Linked DNA regions of Mus musculus: all the other regions are linked to region 3. A link is a contact called in public HiCAR-type and HiChIP or PLAC-seq data. All regions are on one chromosome and are shown on one strand. The core of a region is the stretch at or near the end of the contact, and the rest is flanking DNA. Distances in the headings are between cores, read along the strand shown.

Region 1 (2,983 bases), core at 123-2,622, 410 kb before region 3:
TGGTCTAACCAGCCAAGACCATAGCTGAGTGCGAGACCTTTGCACATTAATTGCCCTTAAGTTCCTGGCTTCCAAGGCCCAGTAGATTGGATTGGAATACTTGGAACCTTTGCTTTGGTTTCTGCCCAAGACCCTGGTCACTGAAAGGGCAAGCGTGAGGTGTGTATCTCATAGACACTCATGTTTAGACTCTGGTGACAAAATGCTGTGGTTTGGGGGTCACCAAGGCAGATCACCTGTTAGAAAGGGCTGAACAGGGATGGACATACTCAGAGGGATGACGGGAGAAGGGTTGAGGCAAACCCTACTCTGCTTTGCAGAACCTTCCTTTCCTCCTTGTTCATATTTGAGAAGAACACTGGTTTAGATGCACTGCAGACCACTCCTGTTCTGGGAAGTTCATAAGTAGGAATTGCACATGGTCTTTGGAGCCCTAAGCAGCCAAGTAAGAAGTCAGCTCCCCTGTGATAGTTTGAATGAAGATGGCTCCCATAGGCTCATATATTTGAATACTTGGTCCTCAGTTGGTGGAGTTGTCTGGGAAGGTTTAGGAGGTATGGCTTTGTTGGAGGAGATGCGTCACTGAGGTTTCAAAAGCACACACCATTTCCAGCCAGCTTTCTCTGCATCAAGATGTGAGCTCAACGCTATTGCTCAAGCCCCATGCGTGCCTGCTTATTACCATGTGTTCCACTATGACAGCCATAGGCTCTAACTCTCTGAAACTGTGAGCCCCCAATTAAATGTTTCTTTTTTTTTTAATACGTTGTCTTGTTCATGGTATTTTATCACAGCGACAGAAAAGTAACTTAGATATGCCCTAAAGCCTTGTGTTGAAAAGATTATTCAGTGTGGTGCAGCTCCTGCCTAGCAGCTCCGGGTGTGCTTGTGATATCTCCCAGTATAGGCACCACACTGGGGAGGAAAATGGACTTTGGTATGGCCCTGGCCCCTCTTGCATGTGGCAGCAAGGATACTTCACTGTTAGTCCAGACCAACAGTCTCATTCATTCATTCATTCATTCATTCTCTCTCTTCCCCCTTCCCCCAATCTGTCAGGCTACAGTGACCACTTTGACAACTCAACAGCCATGTGGCCCTGTCCCCAAGAGTGACTGGATCTTTCCTCTGCTTTTCAGCATTAGCTCAGAGTCCACTCTGCAGTTTTTATGGACAGAGATGCTCGGGGTTAGCGAGGTGAGCTGACTTTCCCTGGGATGCACGGCAGGCTTCCAGCTTTCTCTCTTCACAGTGAACACTAATTGGAAAGTCCCTGATTTAATTTACTGATGAAGCCCCACTGGCACGCACAGGGAGTGTGTCTGCTGGGGGATGGTCTGCCTTGGTTAGCCTTTCTTTTGCAGCTGCCACTCTTGGAGAGGGAGAAGCCCCTTAATGGCATGGGGGAGGGGCTTCCTGCAAGCCTTCCTTTAGTTACCATTTCTGTCAGTCTTGGAGCTGAACCCAGAGACTGCAAAATGCCTATTTTCTCTGCCCCAAGAAAGCTTGTAGGCCTGTTTTATGTACACCACATTTTTCTTCACCCTCCCAGAGATCATGCAGATAATTGGCTATAGCATCTAGCTTACACTGTCTTCTTTCTCATACAAACATGTCCAAAGCCACTTGTCCAAAGCCACAGAGTGAATAACACTGCGTATGTGGTCCACTGTATTGCAGTGGTCTCTGACTGGGCTAGCCGAATGATGGTGGCTCCCAAACCTTGAAGGCCTGAGGTTAGTTACAGAAGGGGACCATAAAGGGGAACAGAGCCCCTTCCCCCAAATGATGTCATCAGCAGAGACAAAAAAGAAAAAATAAAAAGCCCATCTCCTCTCTCCAAGTTTCTTCTCATTAATTTAATCTAATTTGTTCACAACATTCCTCGGTAAACAGTGGCCTCCCTTTAATAAGCCAGGTTCTTCCCCCCGACCCTGCAATTGTGTCTCTAATCATCCAGTGTATCAGGAAAGACTTGCTGCTAATTGTTGCCAGGCGTCGCACTACCCCGCGTGTCAGGTAAAGGATGGCAGCGAAAGATAATTATAATCAGATCTAATTAGTAATTATAACAGATCCCGACTAGAAATTGTTTTCAGTTAAATATTCCCCGAGAGGTGCTAATGGTCTCCGGGGCATGCTGAGTGCCATGGAACAGGGGGCTTGTGAGGGTAGTACTACCTCATATCTCATCCCCGACCTTCTGTAAGCGAAGGAGACAGAGCCAGAGAGAGCAGCTTGGGGAACTGGGCTGGTGGGTGAGTGTTCCTGTTTTCAGGCCCCATGAGGCATGCTTTCTCCATGTATGTCCAAGGTGAGGCCTTCTCTCTCCTCTACAGTGACCATGGAGTCCCTCCATCAGTTCATTTATTCAGGGCATCAGGACATAGAGGCTTGGAAATTTCTGGAACATCAAAAACAACCCTGAACATTGCGTAGCACAGCATGGGGATACTTCTGCTAGAGCCACTGCTGGACTCAACCGGGTTAAAGGCATTGCTATGAACGCCCTGACGAAATCAGATGGAAGGGCCCTCTTGCACTGGTTCATGCCTCTTGCTCCAGGACCATCTCTTTCTTTTGCCTCTAGCAAGTATCTGTGCAAGCTTGGGCTCATCCTACTTCTGTTAGCCAGAAATGAATTACCCAGCACTTCCTGTCCTTATATCCCAGGTCCTGCATCCTGCACGGCTCCATCCTGGACACCACTGAATCCATTATCACATTGGGCACCAACCACGACTCCCCACTGCCTGCCTGGCTCAGACTCCTTAGCATGGCTCAAGGCCCTTTCCTCTGATTCTGATTCTCTGTCAGTCCCAACACCCACTGCACTGGCAAACACCCTCAGAAACAATGGCGTTTGCTAGTTGGGCTTTTGCTCAAGTCACTGTGATGGGATTTTATCCTCCAGCCATCAAGTTCCCCTCATCCACCTGGAGATGTTCATAAGCTGTTGCTTCTGGAAGGTTTCTTAGACCTC
Region 2 (3,035 bases), core at 293-2,792, 440 kb before region 3:
GACTGGAGTAGTCAGAGTATACCACAGAGCGTGAGGGCCTGGGGCGTGTGAGCTAGCATTGCTTTCCTGGGCAAGGTCTCTGGAACTCACCTTAGCATATGCCCAGTAGGGACAAGGGGGTGGCAGGTTGACAGCCCCTTGAGTAGGTAGGGAGCTTGAGGTGGAGAAAACAAAGAAGTGGTGTGAGTGGTGTGTGTGTGTGTGTGTGTGTGTTTGTGTTAAGGCTGCATCTCTGGCCCTTAGTAGGTCAGTCGCCCTCCCCCGGGAAGCTGCAGAAGGGTTGGGAAGAGTGCCCCAGGGAAGGTTGACCTTGGGGCTAAGCCCATTCCTATCACCAGTTCCTCCCTCCCTGGAGTTGCAGATTTGCTGACATTTCAGATGCATGCCCTGTGACACCCATTCTTGTGTCAAGCACAGGAGGAACAAGGGAGAATACCAGATGCCCCCCAGGATTCCCAGGACAGGATATCTATTTTATTTACATTTGTTTATTTGTTTGTGTGTTTATGTATTGTGTGTGTGCACACACATGTCATAGTGTGCATGTGGGAGTCAGAGGACAACTTGTGGGTATTAATTCTCTCTTTCTATCCTGGGGAAGGAGCTAAGGTAGTCAGGCTCGACAGCAAATGCAAGGTCATCTCACCAGCTCTGCAAGGAACTTTGCTGTGTGGCTTCTTTTGAGTCCTGCGGTAGCCCTAACAGGTGTTATCAATCCCATTTCTCATTGGGGGAGATTGAGATGGAGAGATTGAGCCAACATTATGACTTGCTGGAAGGCCAGCCTGCAGGACCCTGTGGACTACTGTGTTTGGATACTACCACAGCATCCAGAAAATGCAGGTGGCCAGGTGTGAGGACCCAGAGGACCCATGATGGTCCCAACAGCTGTATTTACTGCAGGCTCAGCCTGCCACACAGGTTTCTTGCTCATGGCCCCAGCCATCTTTGGACCTGGGTGCTAACTATGTTCCTAGCATACAGACGAGGTCACAGACAATTTAAGTTCAGATCCCATAGCTAGAGGGTGGTGGAGCCTGGAATCAAATTTAGGCCACCCAGCTTCAGTATCAGTGTGCTTAACTACCACAATGTGACAAATCCTGAAGACCTTAGATCCCAAGCTGCCAGTTCTGGAGACTTTCCTGTGGACCCTGTCTGAGTGGTTGTGTGTGTGTGTACTGTGTAGTCCCAGCTACTCTGTCTTTGTAAGTAAGTCAGAAGTCCTATTTAGCTTATGACCCTTGTCTTTGCAGTTCTGGAGAAGAAACTGCCTGGCTGAACTGAACTCCTGGAAGGAGATGGGGAGTGGGGGTCAGTCTCAGACAGCCCCTCAGCTTGGGTCCTATCGTTCTCCTGGGCCAGGCTGCTCCTCCTATTAAGATAGGTGCAGTCCATGGGTTTGCAGCCTGTCACAGCTGGAGCACTTCCTGAGTGTTTCTTCCAGCTCTTTCATGTTCAGAGGAGGAAACTGAGCCCAGGAAATCAGTTGCCTAGTATTACAGAGAACCGGGCCTGGCATGGCCCTTCAGGGTCTGGCAGCTGGCCCAGATGCCATTCTCCTTGTGACAGTCCAAATAAGGGTGGAACTGGGCAAGGAAAGGCACACAGTCTCCTTTCCAGAAAGGCAATGTGCCAGGCTGGCTGAGCTGTCTTCCTTGTGTGGGAGAGAGTGGCCTTTTGAGTATGCTACCCTGGAATAGGTCTCATAGGGTGATCCTGACCCCGTCTTCACTAGATGAGGTGTATCCTCTTCTCTTCTGTATCCTGGGAGGGTCAGGCTGGACTATCTTCAGAAAGACCCGGGACAGGCACCTCCAATGTAGAAACACCCTACTCCTTCCCAGTCTCTCTTGGATGACCTTGGCCTTTCTTGACATCCTCACAGTGAGGCTCCACCCAGGATGTGAGCAGCAGACTTATCTCCCAAGAGAAAGCATTGTTCCTGGGGTTGATTCAGGCCCAAGAGAAGCCATTTGTTTGGGAATCTGGCCCCAGGATCTGGGTGGTAACGCCAAGCTTTGATCTGTGGCCTTTGGCAGCAGAGCCAACTTGAGATGGGACAGAACCATCCTTAGAATAGGAATGGCCTTTTATTCACATCCTCTGCTGATGGAAAAGACATTTCTTCTGTTAAGGACCTATGGGGAGGAGCCAGCTGGGGATCAGAACTAAAGAACAAGCATGTACCTTGTCACCCTCTAAAACTGAGGGCCCCAAGTCAGGGTCCTGGAAGGTTATGGCCCAACTGCAGAGCCAGGAGGCTGCTTTTCCTGGCATCCTGATATAGCATCTGGTGGTGTTTGGGGGACCTTAGGGATCTGAGCCTGTCTGGGAGAGCCCCCCCCCCAAAAGATGAAAACCTAGGTTTTCTAAGTTTGCTAGAAGTCAACTGAGTCCAGGCACCACCCTTCAAGATCCCAGTTTTCTGTCCCTAGATAAAAAGGGCCAATGGACTTCCAAGGTTTCCTTCATCTGGAAGTCTCAGCAGAACGTAAACTACACCTGGAATGACATAAAAGTCGTCTGGGGAGGTATGTGGCACTGGTTATTTCTGGCTGTATTCATGAACACATGTAGAAGCCACGACCATAGTAGTAATTCACAGTTCACAAGAGGAGGGGACATGGTAAGCCATGCCACACCAGGCCACTGGGAGTGGAGCAGAGAGTGTGCGATGAACCTTTGCTGTGGTTTGTGGGGAAAGGGGTGGATGAGGCAGGGTAGGGGCTGCACAGGTTTAGGGATGGATAGCTTGATGAGCTTTGGTGGGCTCTGGGCTGTAGAGAGATCTGATATTTTTGGTTGCTGGTCCTGAGGATCCTGCTCTGGACTACAAGGCAGAGAAAAAAGGGAAGCATAGGTTGTGGATTCCAGATGAGCTGAAAAGTAAATAGTAAGTTGTTAACTCTTTTGGAGAACTAGTTAACCTGGCTGCCTTCACATCCCAAGATCCATTAGTCTGCAAGCTGTCAAAACATGTAAAAACAAAAACCAAAGCAATGGGGTACAGCAGGGGCCAGTTCAGGGTGCTA
Region 3 (2,751 bases), core at 224-2,723:
AAATGTGTCAGGCTTCTAAGAGATCCTGCTGGGCTTGCAACTTCCTGTCCCTGTTTATCGTAAAAGGAATACATTTTAATAGATGAAAAAAAAAAAGAGTCTGCTTTAACCAATGCTCTTTGGGAATACAAGAAAATGTGGATATGACCTTTACTGAAGCCATCTAACCACAGAGTATAAAACAAACCAGAGACTCAAACCCTTCCCCACTTCCCTTGACATCTCCTGAGCTTCCAGCAACATCCATGTATGAGGCCAGCACTTTATCCACTTTTGTTCTCAAAATCTCAGAGGAGCTGTTCTTGGGATGTGTGACCTTGGAGAAAGCATCCTCTAAAAAAAAGACTGTCCAGGCTGGACTTCTAGCACTTTGATCCTCAACTCACACGGCAGGGGATGCTACATGGGGATCTGTAGTTTAAAATAGGTTTTGAGGAAGTCTGGAGGGCTTTTCCATTGATACACGGAGAATTGAGGCCAGGAAAGCAATAAGATAACTATTTGTTGAGTGGCCCCATGCTTCCTCTATGCTGGAGACAGGCTCAGGGATGGATCTCCCCAAGGGTTTCGGGGACTGAGGCGTGCAATGAGGCATGAGCCATCGATGTGTGCTGTGGTCAAGGTGTTTTTCAACAGAGCCCACAGAAGGGAGTGTCCCACTCTGCATAAAAATGTCAGTGACTCTGAGGATGGACAGAGGGTTGCTCAGCAGAGAAGTGGGCTGGATCCCAGTAGAGGGGCGACGAGTGACAACGGTTTGGACTTGCAGACCGCAGAAGCATTTCTTTCGCTGGACCACAAGCTTGTGAAGGGTGACCAGAAAAGAGGACAGAAAAGTTCCCGGAGGGATCTGATTTCCTAGGGCTTGAAATACTTCACAATTTGTCTTGTAGGCAACTGGGGGTGGGGTGTGGGGTGTGGGCAGTCCGTAGGCTGGGGAATGTCCTGATGTCGGCTGGGCTTTGGGAAGACTGCTCAGAAATCAGACACAGTGCCCTGAGTTCCTGCCTCCATGACAGCTCAGGAACTGTGGCCCAAAGGACAGAAAGCAAGAAAGTCCAGTGAAGGCAGTACTGGGAGGGGACAGAGGCCTGGGCTTCCTTTGCAGGATTCTTCATGCTCCAGGGAAGCTTTGAACAAAAGCCAAGGAAGCCAGAGTGGTACATGACCCAGTTCTGCAGCCAGAGAAACAGCATTTACGGAAGCTGTTGACACTCCAAGTCAGCCAAGCCCAAAGACCAAAATGCCTGGAGTCTCTGTGAGTCCCTACTCCCTGGAGAATCTGTCCACAGCATCCAGTCTCCCCTCAGTAGGCTACACGTTCGCCTAAGAGGGATTCCACATTGAACATAACTCAGCCCCAGGCAGTGGTCCTCCCTGCTTTCTTTTCATCCTGGAGTTTCAGAGTGGCTTAAGTAACAGCACGCGACACATACAAAGAAGCAAGATGAGGGCTTGTAATTGCATCAGAGGGCTGTGAGGGAGCCACCCCACCCCCACCCCAGCAACCCCTAAAAGAACTTGAGGGAAGAGGAGGGAGGGGTGTGCAATTTGTTCATTTCTTTCATTTTATGGAACGCTTCACTTTGCTTTCAGCATAATTATTGTTGTACTTTTTCCTGTTCCCCATTTGCCGCGTTAAAAAAAAGTCCTGTACTCCCCCTGCACACTTTTTCTTAATGCATTAAAATTAATAACTCGTAACAGTGACCTAATTTGCTTTGAGTACTGTAACTCAGGGGGTTTTGTTTTTGTTTTAGTTGTGTGGGTTTTTTTTTTTTTTTTTTAAACCTCCCTCCTAGATCTGCCAAACCCTTGACAGGTTACTGTGGCAACAGGCACAACTTGGTGAGTTCATGAATGAGCCTCTTTGTGCTCGCAAAGCCCTCTCCTCCGCCATTATTTGAGATGCGCATGTTTCTCCCTTGCCAAGGGAGCCCTGTGCTTGGTGTGTTGGAATGGGGCTGCTCTGAGCATGGTCCCTAAGACAACATCCAATGGCCACTACCCCTTGCCTGGCACCTGCCGCAAGCCTCCTCACCTTTTCTAATTCCACTCAGGTTCTGTGGCAAGAGCCCTTCCCTGCCTGCAAAGGTTCTCCATCTTAACATTTGCCTCTGTGGCTAATCTGCTTTTCTGGACTCCAGGTCTCCACCCTTCCCTACCAGGGCCTCAGATCTTACTTAACTAGGAAGTTGGCTGTGGATTAAAGCTGGTCACAGGCTTCTCTCTATCCCTTAGCCATCACGTCCATCTCACCTGTTGTCTTTCTCTGCAAGGCACTTCTTATCTTCTCCCTGTGCTCTTCCCTGCCCCATCTAGAACACTGCATACTATGGCAACCAGAAGTCACACCCCACCCCTGCATCAAGGCCCCTTCTTCCTCTTAGAACTACCTCAGAACCTTGCCCCAGACTATCAGGCTACTTAAGATCTGCAGACATGTAGTTTTGGCTTTACTGTAACCAACACCCTCTGCCTTTTCTCCTTGCTACCCTGACATTGCCACACTATGCCATGGATGTTTTTCTCCAAGCTTGGAATGATTTATTCCCTCTGCCCATCTCTGCTTCTGTATGTGGAAGTGTTCCAACAACCCTCAGAGCTTGGCCCATCATATAGCCTACATTGTCTCAGTTGTGTGAATACCTGCCTCCCAGGTTGTCAGCAAGCTCATGGAAGGAGAGGGATGCTTCTGGGTACTGCTATATCTCTGACACCTGGCATACAGCCTGCTTACAACTGTCTTTC

Evidence for each region. HiCAR-type assays count read pairs that join an accessible place to other places. HiChIP or PLAC-seq counts read pairs in DNA pulled down with a chosen protein or histone mark.
Region 1: an H3K4me3 HiChIP or PLAC-seq map of embryonic basal ganglia shows a contact between it and region 3, with 4 times the contacts expected there. The contact joins two enhancer-like sites. A contact is called at or near these places in 1 of 115 datasets of contacts at active chromatin or transcription factors (embryonic basal ganglia) and 1 of 9 other capture datasets (embryonic stem cells).
Region 2: a HiCAR-type map of astrocytes shows a contact between it and region 3, with 5 times the contacts expected there. The contact joins two enhancer-like sites. A contact is called at or near these places in 5 of 115 datasets of contacts at active chromatin or transcription factors (astrocytes, embryonic basal ganglia, oligodendrocyte precursor cells and 2 more) and 1 of 9 other capture datasets (embryonic stem cells).

What each region holds. Positions count from the first base shown.
Region 1 is chr9:34,963,545-34,966,527 of GRCm38.p6, reverse strand. All of the region lies in intron 4 of Kirrel3 (kirre like nephrin family adhesion molecule 3), which reads right to left. All of the region lies in intron 8 of Kirrel3os (a long non-coding RNA gene), which reads left to right. Among named protein-coding and RNA genes, the nearest start is that of Kirrel3os, 43 kb to the left of the region's middle. Within about 2 kb of position 1,372, at least 18 of the 459 cell types and tissues checked have an H3K27ac peak or open chromatin away from gene starts, as enhancers often do. A contact at or near this core is called in embryonic basal ganglia, where this site is marked.
Region 2 is chr9:34,992,553-34,995,587 of GRCm38.p6, reverse strand. The region is part of intron 5 of Kirrel3 (kirre like nephrin family adhesion molecule 3); the gene reads right to left. The region is part of intron 3 of Kirrel3os (a long non-coding RNA gene); the gene reads left to right. Among named protein-coding and RNA genes, the nearest start is that of Kirrel3os, 14 kb to the left of the region's middle. Within about 2 kb of position 1,542, at least 141 of the 459 cell types and tissues checked have an H3K27ac peak or open chromatin away from gene starts, as enhancers often do. A contact at or near this core is called in astrocytes, oligodendrocyte precursor cells and stem cell-derived neural progenitor cells, where this site is marked.
Region 3 is chr9:34,557,188-34,559,938 of GRCm38.p6, reverse strand. All of the region lies in intron 1 of Kirrel3 (kirre like nephrin family adhesion molecule 3), which reads right to left. Among named protein-coding and RNA genes, the nearest start is that of Kirrel3, 70 kb to the right of the region's middle. Within about 2 kb of position 1,473, at least 74 of the 459 cell types and tissues checked have an H3K27ac peak or open chromatin away from gene starts, as enhancers often do. A contact at or near this core is called in astrocytes, embryonic basal ganglia, oligodendrocyte precursor cells and 1 more, where this site is marked.